3 separate regions of the Drosophila melanogaster genome follow, and regions 2 and 3 are each linked to region 1. The links are chromatin contacts, called in public Hi-C maps. All regions are on one chromosome and are shown on one strand. The core of a region is the stretch at or near the end of the contact, and the rest is flanking DNA. Distances in the headings are between cores, read along the strand shown. Region 1 holds the start of Hrs (Hepatocyte growth factor regulated tyrosine kinase substrate). Region 2 holds the start of aop (anterior open). Region 3 holds the start of COX7AL2 (Cytochrome c oxidase subunit 7A-like 2).

Region 1 (2,749 bases), core at 80-2,579:
ACACTGCTTGGCCGTGCATTGGCCACAGAAGACCTGGCCGCAGTTCCGGCAGTGGTGCTTCCGGTTGGTGAAGGTGAACTCCACGCGACAGCGATGGCATACCCTGCCATCTGCCCAGTTGGGCGCCGTGTCCGCCGTGAACATGGCATCTGCCTCCCGAAGTTCGGGGAAAGTGTGCCCCTTCGCCTTCAGGATGGTCATGGTGTCCTGCAGAGAATGGGATTGTTAGTAAAGTTAGCTGTAGTTATGTGGCGTGAGTCTACAAGGGATTCCTCCTCAATGCTAAGTTCCTCCTCCGAGCTCATTTCTATTCAACTGATGACATTTCACTGGGTTTTGCTACGCAGCAAACAGTTGTTTCCTACTAATTAAATTAATGGCAAAGCGCAGGGCCGGATTTTGAACTAAGTGTGCGCTGGGCTGATGCAAAGTGTTATATTCAATGCAAAAGTATAGAGAAACCCACAATCTTTTTCAAAGTGCATCAATCGCATGGTAAAGATCCCTTTAGATGGAGCTGCCAATCCTACCTTGATGGCCTGGTACTTGTCCGAGGAGCGGAAGGCGTACGCCCAGGTCTGCACCAGCTCCAGCATCTTCTGGCGCACGTTCTCGTGGGGCGTCGACTCGAGGAAACTGCTGAACATCTCGCAGTTCTCCTTGGTGAACACCTCCTCGTGAACGGGTGCGCCGCAGTTCTTGACGATGCTCTCGAGGACCAGGAGGGAATAGCAGGAGGAGTGCGGGTTGGGCGAGTTCATCTTCTTCTTGATGGCGGCAAAGGCATTCTTGGGACTGGTTTTTTGATTAAAATAATAAATCTGGAATCGCCGAAACTTACGTGACATCTTTCTGGTTGATTTCATCGCAAATCAGAAGAATTGATGGCCAGTCGGGCTCCAGACGCAAGTGACTGGTGGCATTTTCTGCGAGTGGAAAGTGCGTAATTGTTAGACCTTTGTGTGTTTATCAAAATCTTCAATTGTTTTGGAGTTCAATCGCCTTTTTATTGTTACTTCTGAATTCTTCTTCCTTGTTTTTTTTGTTTTTCGATGAGTCATTTTTTCTTATTGGTTTATTTCCTTGACTTTGGTGCTTCTTACCTAAGTTTTTGTCGAAACTTGATCGAAACATGTTTTCTGTTTTCTTTTATGCTGCTTCTCGTCGTTGGTTTTCTATTGTTATTCGTTTAAAATAAGGAAAGCTTATTATTATTGTTTTGCAAGCAAAGAAATTTTCTGCAATGCGCTAGTGCTGCCACATCAATGAAATTAACATACCCTTACAGTGCTGCCAGATGACGAAAAGCAAGGGCAACGCAAATAAGAGCAGCACTACATGACTGACGTAACGATTGACGTAAAGTTTGGAATTTTCGTAACGGATTTTTAAAAATTTGAAATGACTTTTATATTAACATATTAACATTAAGCCCCAGATTGGAATCGCATTTTGTGCCATAAAAATAAATGCGCTACTCATTTGCTTAAGCTTCTTGTTTATTTTGTTTGTTCATACAGGTCTCGCTTACAATTAGGTTAACTAGACAAATAACTACACGTACATACATATATAAAGGTTAGTTATCCATACATAAACAGTATAAAAACTATGATTCGCTATGCTTAGAGGTTGCCGCAACAGTTGGCACTCGCATATTGCAATGGTCCGTTGCATTTGTTAAAGTATCACACGCCGGTATATAAAAGATTGGGTTTACTTGCAACTAAGCGATATACATACATACATAAGTAACATAAAATCACATTCGATTCAAATTAAGCCGAATACTAAAAGCCCCCCCCCCCCCCCCATCAGTTCGTCTTGATCTTGTGCTTCAGCGTAAAGTAGGACAGAACCTTGAATATCGCTATTTGGATGAGGATCATGAGAATGTTGTGACCAAAGTCGCCGTCCTCCATACCAAATTGTCGCAGCACAGTCACAGCGTTCCTAATCGAAAACGATAATAAATGAGTACTTTGAATATTTGCAGCTTGCTTATGCTTTCACTCACTTGAAGTGGCAATAGAACTCCGTGGGCGGGCAGATCAACTGGCCACGCTGATTGCCGTACAGCGAGATCACCATGTTTTCGAGGGCGTAGCGAAGTGGCGATATATAGGCCATGAATCGCATGGCAGCCGGAATGTGATTCAGCAGGATGAGGAAGCCGGAGAACATTAGCATACATGACGTCGAAACGGCGCCAACGAAAGTTCCATTCTGCAAATTAAGTTTTTGTGGTGACAAAGGATTCTAGCATTTGGTTAAAGAGCTCTGCACTTACCACTGGATTCAGCACGGTGCCCAGAAAGACGCCCAGACCATCCGCACAGATCGTGACCACCACCGCACTTAGTAGGTACTTAACAAATCGATCCATTTCCACGGGCTGATCGGTCATCAGATATCCTATCGTTATATACACCGTCGAGAAGATGATCTGAAAAAATATAATATATGTGAGAAAATATAAGTATGTACGTGTGGATAGGTTTTTTCAGGAATCCACAGGATTGCAGACTCACATGGACTGGTGTGGATGTGATGATGGTGGCAAGGTAATAGGTTCGCAATTTGTACCAGTTGTTGAAGGTCTCCTTTCTGATGATCTCTATTTCGGCGGGATCTGTAACACGCATCATATTATATTGTAGAAAGAGGCACATAGTATGCACTCCCCCATTCCGACTTACATCTCAATATGCCCGGCATAATGGTGGTGTACCAGAGATATACGCAATGG
Region 2 (2,749 bases), core at 89-2,588, 560 kb after region 1:
TGTCAACGTAAACGTTGCTCGTTGCTCGGGGAGAAACTGGTTAGCCAACTGAGGCGACTGGAGACCCCAAAGCGGATGCAGTGCAACTGAGCGCATCTTCAGGCCCACCGACCGACCGACCAACCGACCGTCCAAGCAACCTGACGAGGAACCCCAGCCCCGCCCCCTTTCCAAAGAGATTTTCCGTCGCAGCCGAGCGGAAATGTTCCAACAATTTATAATTAAAGATTGCCAACTGGTTTCCATGAAGATCCAAGATTTATGGGATCGAAAACACCTATCAGCTAGCACCTCCAAACATTTTGTATTACAATAGAGCGCTTTTCCCAGGCGCGTGGCGCTTATTTCATTTTCGGCCAGGGGGTCGTATTCATAATTATTTCAAATGCTTGAGAGCATTATCGCACACTGATTAGAGTTCACGGAATTGTCTTATCTATGGTTTATGTGCAAAAAGCTCGCCAATAGTCACAATTGACAGCTAATGGGTATGGCATGCTCGATCATTTCAAGTTTCCAGTCACAATAGGTGTGTATGTTATCTAGTGAGAGAACGATCCCTTGGTATTTCGGCGCCCATGCTTCTGGTATCAGCATGAATCGTTTGTTTAAACTTTATCTTCTATTGATTAACAACTAAATCGAGCGCCCCACGCGAATTCGACGCCGCCCACAGACAGCGGTTGCCTATTGAGTTGTTTCGTAGTAAACTTTGGTGGGTTTTAAATTATTTAAATTATTACCTCTGCGAGCTGTTGCTTCTTTCGTTGCCAAGGAAGTGGATGGTGGATCTGTAAATGTTTACGCGCCTAATGATTTGTTTGTGGTCTTTGCACACACTCCTACTTCTCAGAGTATAATAACATAATCGAGATTATTATGGCAATTGTGGGGAATCTGGGAATTTTAAAAAATTACGAACATAAAATACGTATGTTAATTGAGATTATTGTGAAATTATTCCGGAATTGGAATTGGAATTTTGTGGCGCATGCAAGTCTCTCAAGCTCTGATATAAGATTGTTTATAAATATTGAAATATAATGAGCAGCTCAGGGGTGTCTTTCAATCGTTAAAACTTTAACTCATATAAGACTGGCGCATCAAAGCTTCACTGTACCTCAAAATATAGGTCCGATTTAAGATATAAATCTTGGACGCTAAAACGGATACGGATCAAAGCGCGACTTCCTTAAAAAATTATCTTATTTTCGTATTCTTCACCAGTTCTTTTTGAATTGTTTTTGCTGTATGTCGCTCTCTTTGCTTCTCTTTCTCTTTCGATTCTCTCTCCGCATGCGCCGACTTGTTCATGTTCGCCGCCTGTTCGAATCGAATCGGCAGTCAAAAAGAAACTGCCGTGCTGGGCGGACGTGTAGAAGAGTCGCTCCTGAAAGCAACTAGACATTCTGCTGTAAATGGCAAACTAATATGTTTTAAATTGATTAATTCACAATTAATAGAATTTAATTCGTGCGCGGCGTTGAGGAAATAAACGGTTCTTCTTAACTCGGTGTGTGTTTACATTGCCCGGTGTGTGTGTGCGCGAAACGGAAATAAAAAATAAACAAGAGCGACAGCAACAACGCCAACAACAACAGCAACATCAGCGAGAGCAAAGCAACGCAACAAGAAGTGCAAGCAAAAGTGAAAAGGAAGACGAAAGAGGAAATGCCAAAGTACAACAACAAATACACGAACAAAACGCCAGAGTGCAAGTGCATCGCGTGAGTGTCTTACAGTGTGCGTGTGCGTTTGTGTGCCCGCGTCTGCCTGTGTGTGCGTGCTGCTGAGGCGGCGGCGGAAGTAAAAACGCTTGACTTCGCCTTCTTCTTATTCATTTGCTCCGCTTTACGGCTGGCATTTGTCGCAGAACGAAGCGAAAACAAAAACAAAAACAGAGAGCCTGGATTAGCCCCAAAAGCACACAACCACCGCCCACGCGGCGCCCCTCACCAAAAGGAAACAGCAACACAAACAACAATGGCAACTTGGCGCGACGCCCTCTTCGTCATCAGCAGATAACAACAAGAACAACATCGAATTAACAGAAACAAAACCAAAAACAAAAATAAAACAAGAAAGCGAAGCAAAAGCTAAAGCATTCTGGGATCTGGACATATCCGCTTCCGCGTTGCTTCTGTCGCTAAAAAGCTCAAGAATCGAATCCGAAGCCCAACGCAAACAGACAAATTCACTCACTCACCTTACAGTACGTAACCACAGTGCACAGTGGAGCAAACAGGTGAGAATTTTGATAATTTGTATACTTTTTGTTGTGAACTGTTAAATTAACCATTGTCAAAATAGTAGCAGAAAAGAGTGTCAAAAATAAAAACATTTTTTCTCAATATGTAAGCACAATGGTTTTTATATCTGGAGTTCTTTTATATTCGTAATCGTGCAAGAATCGGTGTTTACAGACATTACCCCTGTATCACTCCATTGCCGTCGTTGCTTTTTTTTACGAATTGGTTAAAACACCATCTTTTGGTACATGTATTTCCCATAACTACGTCACAATGGTCATGGAAACAGAAAAGTGTCTTGTCTGAGCAGCTGATAAATAATTGCTCCACCTTAATCTGGCTTTGGTTATCTGCTGCATATGACTTCCCCACTTCGCTCCACCCGACGTCTTACAATGTCTGAGTTTTGGTCTCTGGTTGAGGTCAACAATTTGTCGGATCTACACGTGTAAACAGATAACTTGGGCTATATTTGGTTCGCAGTACACTCATATGAGATG
Region 3 (2,749 bases), core at 187-2,686, 540 kb after region 1:
ATTCATTATCCCAGAGATGTATACAAAAACTTGTTGTATTATGGTGGATGAGCTCTATAGTCATAACTCTTTTACATATTTCTTTCTCCCAGTGCCTTTCCACAAAAATCCGGGGCATTCGCTGTTTTCCGATTTCTGCGCTTTCGTTTTTGCCTTGTTGGGGCAAAAAATCGAAAAAGATGGCTACTAGCAGGGCGGGCTAACAGAAATCATAGCAGAGCGGACCAGAGACGGCCGCCCAAATGGGGAGCACCTCCTCAAAAGATGGGGAAGATGCCACAACTCTCACTCGCCGAAGAACGGAACGGAAATGGTTGGTGGCGGGGTGCTGTTAGATAGAGACGGCGGTACTATTTAAGGGGCTCCACTACGGAACGTAGCACAAGTCGAGACCTTCTCAAGGTCCCGTCCTCCAATCGGAGGCCTCCACATTTTTAGTCGCAGCGCACACACGCCGACATGGGGAAGTCTTGACTATCGTAGCAGGCGATCAGAAATCGCCACACAGGCGGCAGGTGGCAGGTGGGGCGGTGGTTTGCTCACTTCTGTGGGGCGTATGCGGGGAAATCCGATTGCCAGGCATTTCAATTGCGTACTCGTGTTTGTTTCGCCGTATCAGTCAAATAAGCTGCCGTCTCTTTCCGACGCCATCTGCCCTCTTACTCACACCTTCCGTTGTTTCGCCCGAGTGTGTTACGTCACGCTATACCGCCGTATCGTCGGCGGTTTCGCAAGGGGAACGCAGGGTCTTCGACTACGTGTGCTCAAGTTTTGGGGATTCGTAAAGCTCAAAATGGGAATATATGGGCACAATATACATATATAATAATAAACGATTAACTACTGGATTCGGTTATATGTTGGTTATTCAAAACCCAAAGGATGATCTGACTTAAAAGAAAGTCCTTTTTCTTACAATAAGTGTGCTACGTCCCCTAATTATATCCCAAAAATTTCGAAACAAACCCCAATTTGCGATTCTTTCCCCCTTGAGTCAAACACCCAAAACTCAAATCAATATTCTCCAGCTTACAGGCAAAGTTGACACAATCCACCTGGCCAACAGGTGCGACAGCACGACAATTGGTTTCCAAAAAGACGCCACCCCGAACTGTAAGGCCCATTTGGAGGTCTGGGTATTCCGCACGGCTCGCTGGGGGGCGTTGCCAAAAGGATACTTTCATTTCGTGCCCGGCGAGAGAGTGCAAACAATTTTTAGTGAAATTTTCGAATAGGCGAACAGCAAGCTCCCTTTTTTTGCGAGGGGTTTTTGGTTCCGATTCCGATTCTGCCGACGACACTTGATGATGATACTGCTCGCTCGTACACACACCCGTATTTGGTTTGTTGTGTGTGTTTGTGGTGTGTTACGTTTTTTATGCCGCCTCTTTTTTGTTTTTGTTCATGCGCACACGGAAAAGGTTCTAAATAATGACGGGAGCGCCAGCCAGAACAGCAACTACAACAACAACCAACAACCACAACGACCACTAAGAACGATAAAACAAACACAGAAACAAACAGGAGAAGCAACAACAACGCGAGCCAAGAGAACACACACACCAAGCACACCACTGCTAAATCTGAAAAGCAAAAACAAGGTGGGTGGTGCGCGAGAAAGAGCCGGTAAGGGGGCGGTGGGTCGGGGCTGCCTGTCTCGCTCGCACTCGCACGACATTGACTTTGAAACACATTTGACAGCCCCAGGCAGAAGAAGAAGAACAACAACTCGTGATCGTGATCACGACAAAACAAACCCGAAGCAGCAACACCGAGATAACCAACATGCAGACCAAAACTATAAACAACAGCAATTTGTTCAGTTCTCATCAGAAGTGATAAATTTGATTATAAAAAAAATATACTTAATTTAATCTAAATTCGAAATCTATTTAAAAATTACTGGCACTTAAAGTACTATTTGACTATATTACACAACATATGATTTGCAGAATAATATAATCAAAAAAGCTATGAGATAGCTATTTTCCCGCTCACTGCGCGCCATCTCCGATTGCCCAATCATGTGCTCCCGCCAGGTAATTAGCATTTCTGACTGCCTCTCTGTCGCACGCACAAGCAACATGACAACCCAATTCACCACGCCAGAGCGAGCGCAAAGGTAAACGAACTGTAACCCCCTTCCCCCTTTTCCGATGAACAACGCACACATGTGCTCACTCGTTTCCTTGTGTGCGTAGGCATATTTCAATGCCAAGGTGACGACCTCGCCGCAGTAGATCGCTCTCGCTCGCTCGCTGACTGCCCGACGGTCGTCTCGCTCGCTCTTACGGCGCATAGATCGACCTGCTGCACTTGCTGCTCTACTGTTACCGTTAAAACTTAAACTTAAAACAGTTCAAACATTTTTTACAACACAAAATTCGCCGCCAGAGGAGCGCGAACCTCGACGTATCCACCATTATCGCACTGAATGCCATTCAATCCACTCGCCAAACTCACTCGCACCTGCCACGCCCCGAAAAAGCGGCGGGCGGAGGATACGAGTACGACTACGAGTACGAGTGAGTGAATAGTGTGAATGCCGTATATTCGTAGCGGTTTTGTGAATTTTGTGACGGGCCAGCAGGAGCTCGCGCTGGTAGCTGGCGGACGTTGTGCGGGCACGAAAGGGATGAATATATGCCGCAATGTTTGCTCAGTGCTCGCGCTCCCACTGCTGCGTGCGCTGCGCGCCTGATAACTGTTTTAGTTAAAGAGCAATCCATTTTGTTTTGCCCCACGAAAA

Evidence for each region. Hi-C and Micro-C count contacts between places; a contact is called where the count stands out from the background.
Region 2: a contact with region 1 is called in a Hi-C map of the Kc167 cell line, with 6 times the contacts expected there. A contact is called at or near these places in 2 of 107 Hi-C or Micro-C datasets (the Kc167 cell line and embryo) and 1 of 7 datasets of targeted methods (the Kc167 cell line).
Region 3: a contact with region 1 is called in a Hi-C map of the Kc167 cell line, with 5 times the contacts expected there. A contact is called at or near these places in 2 of 107 Hi-C or Micro-C datasets (the Kc167 cell line and the ML-DmBG3-c2 cell line).

What each region holds. Positions count from the first base shown.
Region 1 is chr2L:2,738,566-2,741,314 of dm6, reverse strand. Hrs (Hepatocyte growth factor regulated tyrosine kinase substrate) reads right to left here and starts at 1,329. Exons shown (of 6, transcript NM_164496.1): 1 at 1,281-1,329; 2 at 1,104-1,175; 3 at 842-926; 4 at 531-795; 5 at 1-207. The coding sequence starts at 1,134. It overlaps CG31689, which reads right to left. Exons shown (of 11, transcript NM_001273025.1): 7 at 2,700-2,749; 8 at 2,532-2,632; 9 at 2,291-2,446; 10 at 2,018-2,226; 11 at 1,485-1,953. The coding sequence ends at 1,815.
Region 2 is chr2L:2,177,343-2,180,091 of dm6, reverse strand. It overlaps aop (anterior open), which reads left to right and starts at 1,338. Exons shown (of 4, transcript NM_078731.3): 1 at 1,338-2,245.
Region 3 is chr2L:2,196,599-2,199,347 of dm6, reverse strand. COX7AL2 (Cytochrome c oxidase subunit 7A-like 2) reads left to right here and starts at 1,436. Exons shown (of 3, transcript NM_001272983.1): 1 at 1,436-2,039.